Regions from separate parts of the Capra hircus genome. Here region 2 is linked to region 1. The links are chromatin contacts, called in public Hi-C maps. All regions are on one chromosome and are shown on one strand. The core of a region is the stretch at or near the end of the contact, and the rest is flanking DNA. Distances in the headings are between cores, read along the strand shown.

What was found. A called contact is a pair of places that touch in the nucleus more often than the background predicts.
Region 2: a contact with region 1 is called in a Hi-C map of blood, with 2.1 times the contacts expected there. The contact joins two enhancer-like sites. A contact is called at or near these places in 3 of 5 Hi-C or Micro-C datasets (blood and liver).

What each region holds. Positions count from the first base shown.
Region 1 is chr16:74,020,217-74,023,860 of ARS1.2, reverse strand. No RefSeq gene overlaps it. Among named protein-coding and RNA genes, the nearest start is that of CD34, 49 kb to the left of the region's middle. Within about 2 kb of position 1,945, at least 4 of the 5 cell types and tissues checked have an H3K27ac peak or open chromatin away from gene starts, as enhancers often do.
Region 2 is chr16:74,094,395-74,098,038 of ARS1.2, reverse strand. No RefSeq gene overlaps it. Among named protein-coding and RNA genes, the nearest start is that of CD34, 25 kb to the right of the region's middle. Within about 2 kb of position 2,013, at least 3 of the 5 cell types and tissues checked have an H3K27ac peak or open chromatin away from gene starts, as enhancers often do.

The DNA of each region.
Region 1 (3,644 bases), core at 696-3,195:
GTTGTTAACCATTGTTCACAGCTCTTCAGCTGTTCTACTCTGCAATCTTTTGGCGCCATTCATTTCTCAATATTCTTAAAGCATCAATAGAAACCTTGGCTCCTTTTCTTTACCACAAGAACTACCTGGAAAATAAAAAAATAAAAATGGTGCTGCTCTGATTGAAGTGGGCACATGGAGTCCCTCAAACAGTCCGTCAGATTCTAGGAACACGTTTTGAAGTCTGTTTTGTGAGATCATTTCTCTGAGTGAAGTAACAAAAATAAGTTAGAAATTACCATTCAGAGCACTAGGGAAAACACCATGTTGAAAATTACTTCTTGGAAGCAAAAGCAAGGAACACAGTATTCTTTCAAGAACTGGCTCTTGTTCTGAGACTTGATTTCCCCAGTTTTGCCACATAACATGGGTGCTTCCATGCCATAAGCCTTTAGTTACAAGAGTAAAGGGTCAGTGTGCAATATGTTGAAAAGTACATAGGTTCAGAAACCAGATGGGAGGAGCTCTGCCCATTCATTCATTCATCCCGTATTTATAGAGTGCCTATCAAAGGCTTCCCTGATGGCTCAGGTGGTAAAACGTCTGCCTGCAATGCAGGAGACCTGGGTTCGATCCCTGGGTTGGGAAGATCTCCTGGAGAAGGATATGGCAACCCACTCCAGTACTCTTGCCTGGAAAATCCCATCCATGGATGGAGAAGCCTGGTAGGCTACAGTCCATGGGGTCGAAAAGAGTCGGAGAGGACTGAGTGACTTCACTGTATCACGGCCCCAGGCACAGTCTCAGGGTGGAAGGGGACTCCAGGTAAAGAAGCAGGGAAGTGTGGCACCGGCTATCTGGCCCCGCTGTTGGACAGGGCTCTGCGCGTGAGGCACAGGGGAAGGCCTGGAGAGCTTTCCAGAGGAAATGGCGTGTGAGCCTGGAGCTAGAAGACAAGGAGGAGTTGCCCGCAGAGACTAGGGCTGCGGGAGGCTGGGCTCACTGGACCTGGCCAAGCCCAGAGATGAAGAGAGGCGAAGGGAGCGGCTCTGCTGCCGAGTAAGCAGGGGCTGATGATGCCCCAGGGCCTTGAGGCCCTTTGAAGGAGCTCGAACCTTCTCCCAAGAGCTAGGGGAACCATTACAGGGTCCCAAGAACTGACTCACTGGAAAAGACCCTGATGCTGGGAAAGACTGAAGGCGAGAGAAGGGGACGGCAGAGGATGAGATGGTTGCATGCTATCACCGACGCGATGAACAAGAGTTTGAGCAAACTCCGGAGTTGGTGATGGACAGCGAGGCCTGGCGTGCTGCAGTCCATGGGATCGCAAACAGTCGGGCACGACTGAGTGACTGAACTGAAACTAAGGGCTCACACGGTAAGGTTTGCTCCTTGCCAGCAAACTCAGTGACCTTGGACAACGTGCTCTCCCAGTTCTCCCATCGGTGTCTGGCTGATTCCTGGCGTCGTTCCCCGCTCTGACCTTGGGACTCGGTGAGCAGTAAGTCCAACTGGCCCGTCGGCCCCTCCGTTCCTGCGGCTGTCTCTGTACCATGGACGCGCCAGTCGCCCTCGCCCCAGGCCTCCCCTGCCCGGTCGGTGCGACTTCTGAAAATCGAGGCGGCCTTGCTCGGCTTGGAGCTGACAGGCGGTCGGTGGACCCGAGGACGCAACGTCGCGAGGCCAGCCGGGCGGCCAAAGCCGTGGAAGAGAGCGGCTCCGGGATTTAAGGAGCAGCGGCTGCTTCCTAAATTCAGGAAGAATAATTCTTCCTAAAAGCCCCCCTCGCCACCGCAGGCCGCCGCCTCTGATCGCGCCCCTGGGGCCTCGGAACACGGCCGCCGGGTCTCCGCAGGGCGGACACCGGCCCTGCGTTCCCGCTCGCGGACCTCAGAGCCAGCCCTCCCGGGAGAGTGGCCCGGGGTAACCTCCACAGCCAAGGCCGCCGGAAGCGCGGCTCCCGGGCGCGGGGCCCGGGGCGGCCTCGGGTGTGCGCAGGCGCGGGCCGGGCGCGCCCGGGAGACGGGGCGCGAGCGGCCGGCGCTCCCGCGGCCCGCGGGCGCCCCCCAGTGGAAGCTGGGCACCAGGGCACCCCGCGTGCGTCCATATGCGGCCGGCGCTGGCCGGGAGCGGATGGCAGGCGAACCCCAGGCCGGGAGCCCAGCCAAGCGCTGTGTTTTTCCAGGTCCGCGCGGGGACCGGGAGACTGCGTGTTTGTTCGGTGGGAACAGTTTACTGGAAAACTAGGCGGAAGATACTCTGCAGATCAGCATGGACTGTATTGTTTGGGAGTCAACAGCCTGTAAAGTACATGTCAGGTGACCGCAGTGCTGGGAACCACCGCTCCCTCCTCCCTGACCTTGAGCGAGGCTCTGGGGGAGGACGAGGGAGGCAGCGGGGTGCGGTGGGGCGGGGTCAAGACTTAGAAGTGACTAGCCTGTTGTTGTTCAGTCGCTCAGTCGTGCCCGACTCTTTGCGACCCCGTGGACTGCAGCGCGCCAGGCCTCCCTGTCCTTCACTATCTCCTGGAGTTTGCTCAAACTCATGTCCATGGAGTCAGTGATGCTATTCAACGATCTCATCCTCTATCATCCCCTTATCCTCCTGCCTCTGTTTTTCCTAGCATCGGGGTCTTTTCCAATGAGTCAGTTCTTCGCATCAAATGGCCAAAGTATTGGAGCTTCAGTCTCAGCATCAGTCCTTCCAATGAATATTAAGGACTGATTTCCTTTAGGGTGGACTGGTTTGATCTCCTTGAAGTCCAAGGGGCTCTCAAGAGTCTTCTCCAACACCACAGTTCAAAAGCATCACTTCTTCAGCGCTCCGCCTTCTTTATGGTCTAACTCTCACATCCCTACATGACTACTGGAAAAACCCTGGCCAGCCCTTAAATTCCACCCCCTAGGTCTATGAACTGGGGCTGACGCTCCCCTTTGCCCACCCCACAAAGACATAATGCGTGTGGACTAAGAACAATTCCAGAGAGGCAAGCTTTCTGCAAGGTGGGAGTGAAGATGGAAGAGCTGCTGGGGACTTGTCCAGTCATAACGATGTCTGAAGGGCATCCCACAAGGGGGGCTTAGCTGTGGAGAGTGAACCCCCACAGGACAGTGATCGTTGTGTGCCCAAGTCCACTTAGGCAACCACGCTGTGCACAGTTAGCTCTCTTGGAGTTCGTCGTTGCCAGCTAGCTAGGCAGGCCAGGTCCTCCCTGAGCCTGAATTGTCCTTAATCTTCTATGATCCCTCCTTGTGCTTTTCTCCGGGAGTCAGTTTGCAGTGTGTTTTCTCTCCTTGGAAATTCCAAGATTAATTACAAAAAAGCGTTACTGGCCTCCGCCCATGCTCAGTTCCACCTGTGTTTCTAGGCTATGTGCTGGGAAACGGCTTCCTAAGGGCTTCCCTCCATTTTCATGTTCTTCCCACTGCTGAGTCTGTGCCTGGAGTTGGTGGGGGGAAAGCAGCTTCAGGCATGAAGGTATGCACTTGCCAAGGTTTTGCCACTTTGGGGGAAGTCATGCCTTCCAGGCTAGGGCATTTCTTGTATCTAATTTCTGAAGATTCATCCTGGCTGCAGGGATCTGTGGTTTACGATGTAACCCCATCTCACCTGCTTCCCCATAGGTTATCAGAGGCCTGGTGATGGAGGCGCCCATAACAATGCGA
Region 2 (3,644 bases), core at 764-3,263, 74 kb before region 1:
CTGCACTCCTTGGGACTGCAGAGTCGAACACGGCTGTGACTAACACTTTCACTTCATTGTACACGGACTTGCTAGTCATCTATTTCATACAAATAGTCAATCCCAGTCTCCCAATGTACCCCTGCCTCCTTCTTTCCCCTCTGGTAACTGAGATTGAAAACAGTATTTTTTTTTTCTTTTTTGGCAGCACAATGGGGCTGGTGAGATACTAGTCCCCCGACCAGGGGTAGACTCCGCAGACGCTGCAGTGGTCAAGCAGAGTCTTAACCCTTAGACCGCCAGGGAAGGCCCAGAAGACAGTGTTCTGAAAGGACCTTTTACCTCCCTATATCCCCATCTCCACATACACGTATGTATGCGTTTCCATCGCCTCAGACATTCCCAGCCATCTTTTCTCGGTTACTTCTCCCTCTCTGCCGCACGTTTGTTTTTTTGGCTGCGCTGCGTCTTCGTTGCTACGCGCCGACTTGGTCAAGCGGCAGCGGGCAGGACCCACTCCTTGTTCTGGTGCCAGGGCTTGTCGTTGCGGTGGCTGCTCTAGTTTCGGAGCCCAGGGCTTCCGTAGTTGGGGCCTGTGGGCTCAGCAGCTGAGGCTCATGGACTCTAGAGCCCCACTTAGTAGTTTGGGCGCGTGGGCTTAGTTGCCCCGTGGCATGAGGAATCTTCCTGGGTCAGGGATTGAAGCCATGTCCCCCGGCATTGGCAGGCGGGTTCTTAATCACCGGACTGCCAGGGAACTTCTCTCTTTGTTTTTATGTGTTTGTTTGAGTGCACTTGTATTAGCCCCAAGATTTAAAACTCTGTGCGTTTGAGACTCCCTGGCAGTCCAGCTGTTAAGACTCCATGCTTCCACTGCAGGCGGGGGCGCGGGTTTGATCCCGGGCGGGGCACTAGGATCCCACCAGTAGGCGGCACTGCATGGCCAAGAAAGATCCGTGAGTTCAAACTCACGTCGTGTTCATCTTTGCCTCTGCCTCCGAGTCCCTAGCATAGGCCCTTGTTACTCTCAGGGAGTTTTCATTTCTTTTTCTGAGATCATAGAACCTACTTCATAGGGGTTCTGTGGCTACTAAACCAAAAATACACTATTTAAATTTTGATGTGGCATCTCAATTTTGATACAGCCAGTATTCAATAAATGTTAGCCATGATTATTGTTATTATCACTTGAAGGAATAAATGATGGAGCAAGTCCTACCTACTCTACCTTCAAAATGTCCTTTTGAATTCCACTTCGTCTCCCTACTGCCACTATTATTGCCCTGCTCCCAGGGGTGACCATTCTTGATCCCATCTCTACAGTCTAATGGGCCCCAACCCTTCCAGTTTTGCAGAAGACAATTTTCCCACAGGCTGAGGAAGAGGAATGGTTTGGGGATGGTTCAAGCACATTACCTTTATTGTGCAGTTTATTTCTGTATATGTGTTCTGAAAACCAGGGGGCCACTCTGTCACCAACACATATATCCAGACTTAGGGGGACAGTCCTCTTTTTCCATGAAATGAAAATTTAGCAGAAGATACACCTAGGTACATTTTTCCACAGTCCAAGGTTAATTCTCCAGGGCTGACTGCAGGCAGAGCAGAGGGAACCAAGGTCAGGGGACTTGCTTGGCTACCCAGACCTGAGAAAGCACCCTCTGAGGAAATGCCCCAGACACAAAGCCCCAGACCTATCCTGACCCTGCCCTCACCAGCTTCAGGACATCCAACTGCAGGAACCCTGAGGTCCCAGCACAAGAGTGGGGAAAGCTTTGGATTCAGGACTTCTGAATTCCAGGTCATCCGGGCAAGCTACCTCCCCTCTCAGGGCCTCAGTTTGTAACTATGCCATAGGTTGTTGACTTGAAAATATCTTTCAAGTGCCCTCCAATCGTCACAGTCTATAATTAAATGAGCTTCAGGTGTGGAATCCTCTGGACTAGGCTGTTTGAAGGGCGGGGCTGCAGGGGAGAGAAACCCAACATGGAGGCAATAGAACGAAACTGAGTGGTAGGCGCTCAGCATGGCCATCAGGTGGAGCCATTGCCACACCAAGATGCTCAAATCAAAGGCGGGGGAAGTTCTGATTCCTCTAGACAGCAATGGGCCCCTCACGGCAAGCTGTCCAGCAACAAGAAGAACCAGTTGCCACCCCACGCTGTCCCCTAAACACACACGCACGCACGCACGCACGCACATGCACACGCACACACACGGCTTGCTCCCAAAGCCTACACATTCTGACAAACTCAGGGCAATGTACTGTTACAGGTTGCTGAGCCTGAGGCTGACAGCATGTTGAAAAGCAGAGACATTACTTTGCCAACAAAATCCGTCTCGTCAAAGCTATGGTTTTCCCAGTGGTCATGTATGGATGTGAGAGCTGGACTATAAAGAAAGCTGAGCACCAAAGAATTGATGCTTTTGAACTGTGGTGTTGGAGAAGACTCTTGAGAGTCCCTTGGACTGCAAGGAGATCCAATCAGTCCATCCTAAAGGAGATCAGTCCTGAATATTCATTGGAAGGATGTTGAAGCTGAAACTCCAATACTTTGACCACCTGATGTGAAGAACTGACTCATTTGAAAAGACCCTGATGCTGGGAAAGATTGAAGGCAGGAGAAGGGAACGACAGAGGATGAGATGGTTGGATGGCATCACTGACTCAATGGACATGAGTTTGAAATAACTCCGGGAATTGGTGATGGACAGGGAGGCCTGGCGTGTTGCAGTCCGTGGGGTTGCAAAGAGTCGGACACGACTGAGCGACTGAGCTGAACTGAGCCTGAGGCTGAAGGAGTTTTAAAGACCCAGCTGCCTTTTCTCCTCCTGGTTTCCCGGGAATCTGTACCCTGTACCACCGGCCTTACCTGGCCAGACTCTCCTCCAGTCACTCTCAGGGCAGGATGTGTGACCAGATAGAGGCCAGCCTGACTTTTTTTTTAATTTTAACATCTTCCCTTTCTCCAACCCCCAGCTGTCACCTTCTAAGGAAACCTCAAGACTTCCTCCCTTTGCCTCCCCAAGTCTTGGGGAGGAACCTCTGGTTAGAGCAGTGGGAGAAAAGCAAGGGGGAAGTGGGGCGGGGGGCGGGGTGTGCTGCTGAGGGGAAAGGTCTGGCCTGGGCCAGATAAGCCTGGAAGGATCCTTTGTTTGGCCCCAACTACCTCTGCCATTGTTGACACACTTGGGAGCCTTTCCCGAAGGTCCTGAATGTCTGACAGCTCCCCTTCCCCCACTTCCTATGGGCTTGGGTGGAGTGGGGGTGTCTGGGCTCTGGGGGTGGGGGTGTCTGGGCTCTGGGTGAGGGTGTCTGGGCTCTGGGTGAGGGTGTCTGGGCTCTGGGGGTGGGGGTGTCTGGGCTCTGTGGGTGGGGGTGTCTGGGCTCTGGGGGTGGGGGTTCGCTTACAGACAGTTTTGCAGTTACGCTGCTTTCTTAATGCGGAGGTGGAAACCACCCCCTCCAGGGGCGGGCAGCCAGATCTCTTAGAAAGACGTTCCCACACTGTGTCTCACTGTTGTGCCCGGAGCTGGGGGCAGGGATGGGTGACAGCTGAGAGTTCACAGGCCCTGGTTCCTTCCCATGGCCTGGCATCTTTTGCATATGTACCTCTTCTCAGAAGGTGTTCACGAAGGGCATGGCTCCTAAGTCCTGGGCATTC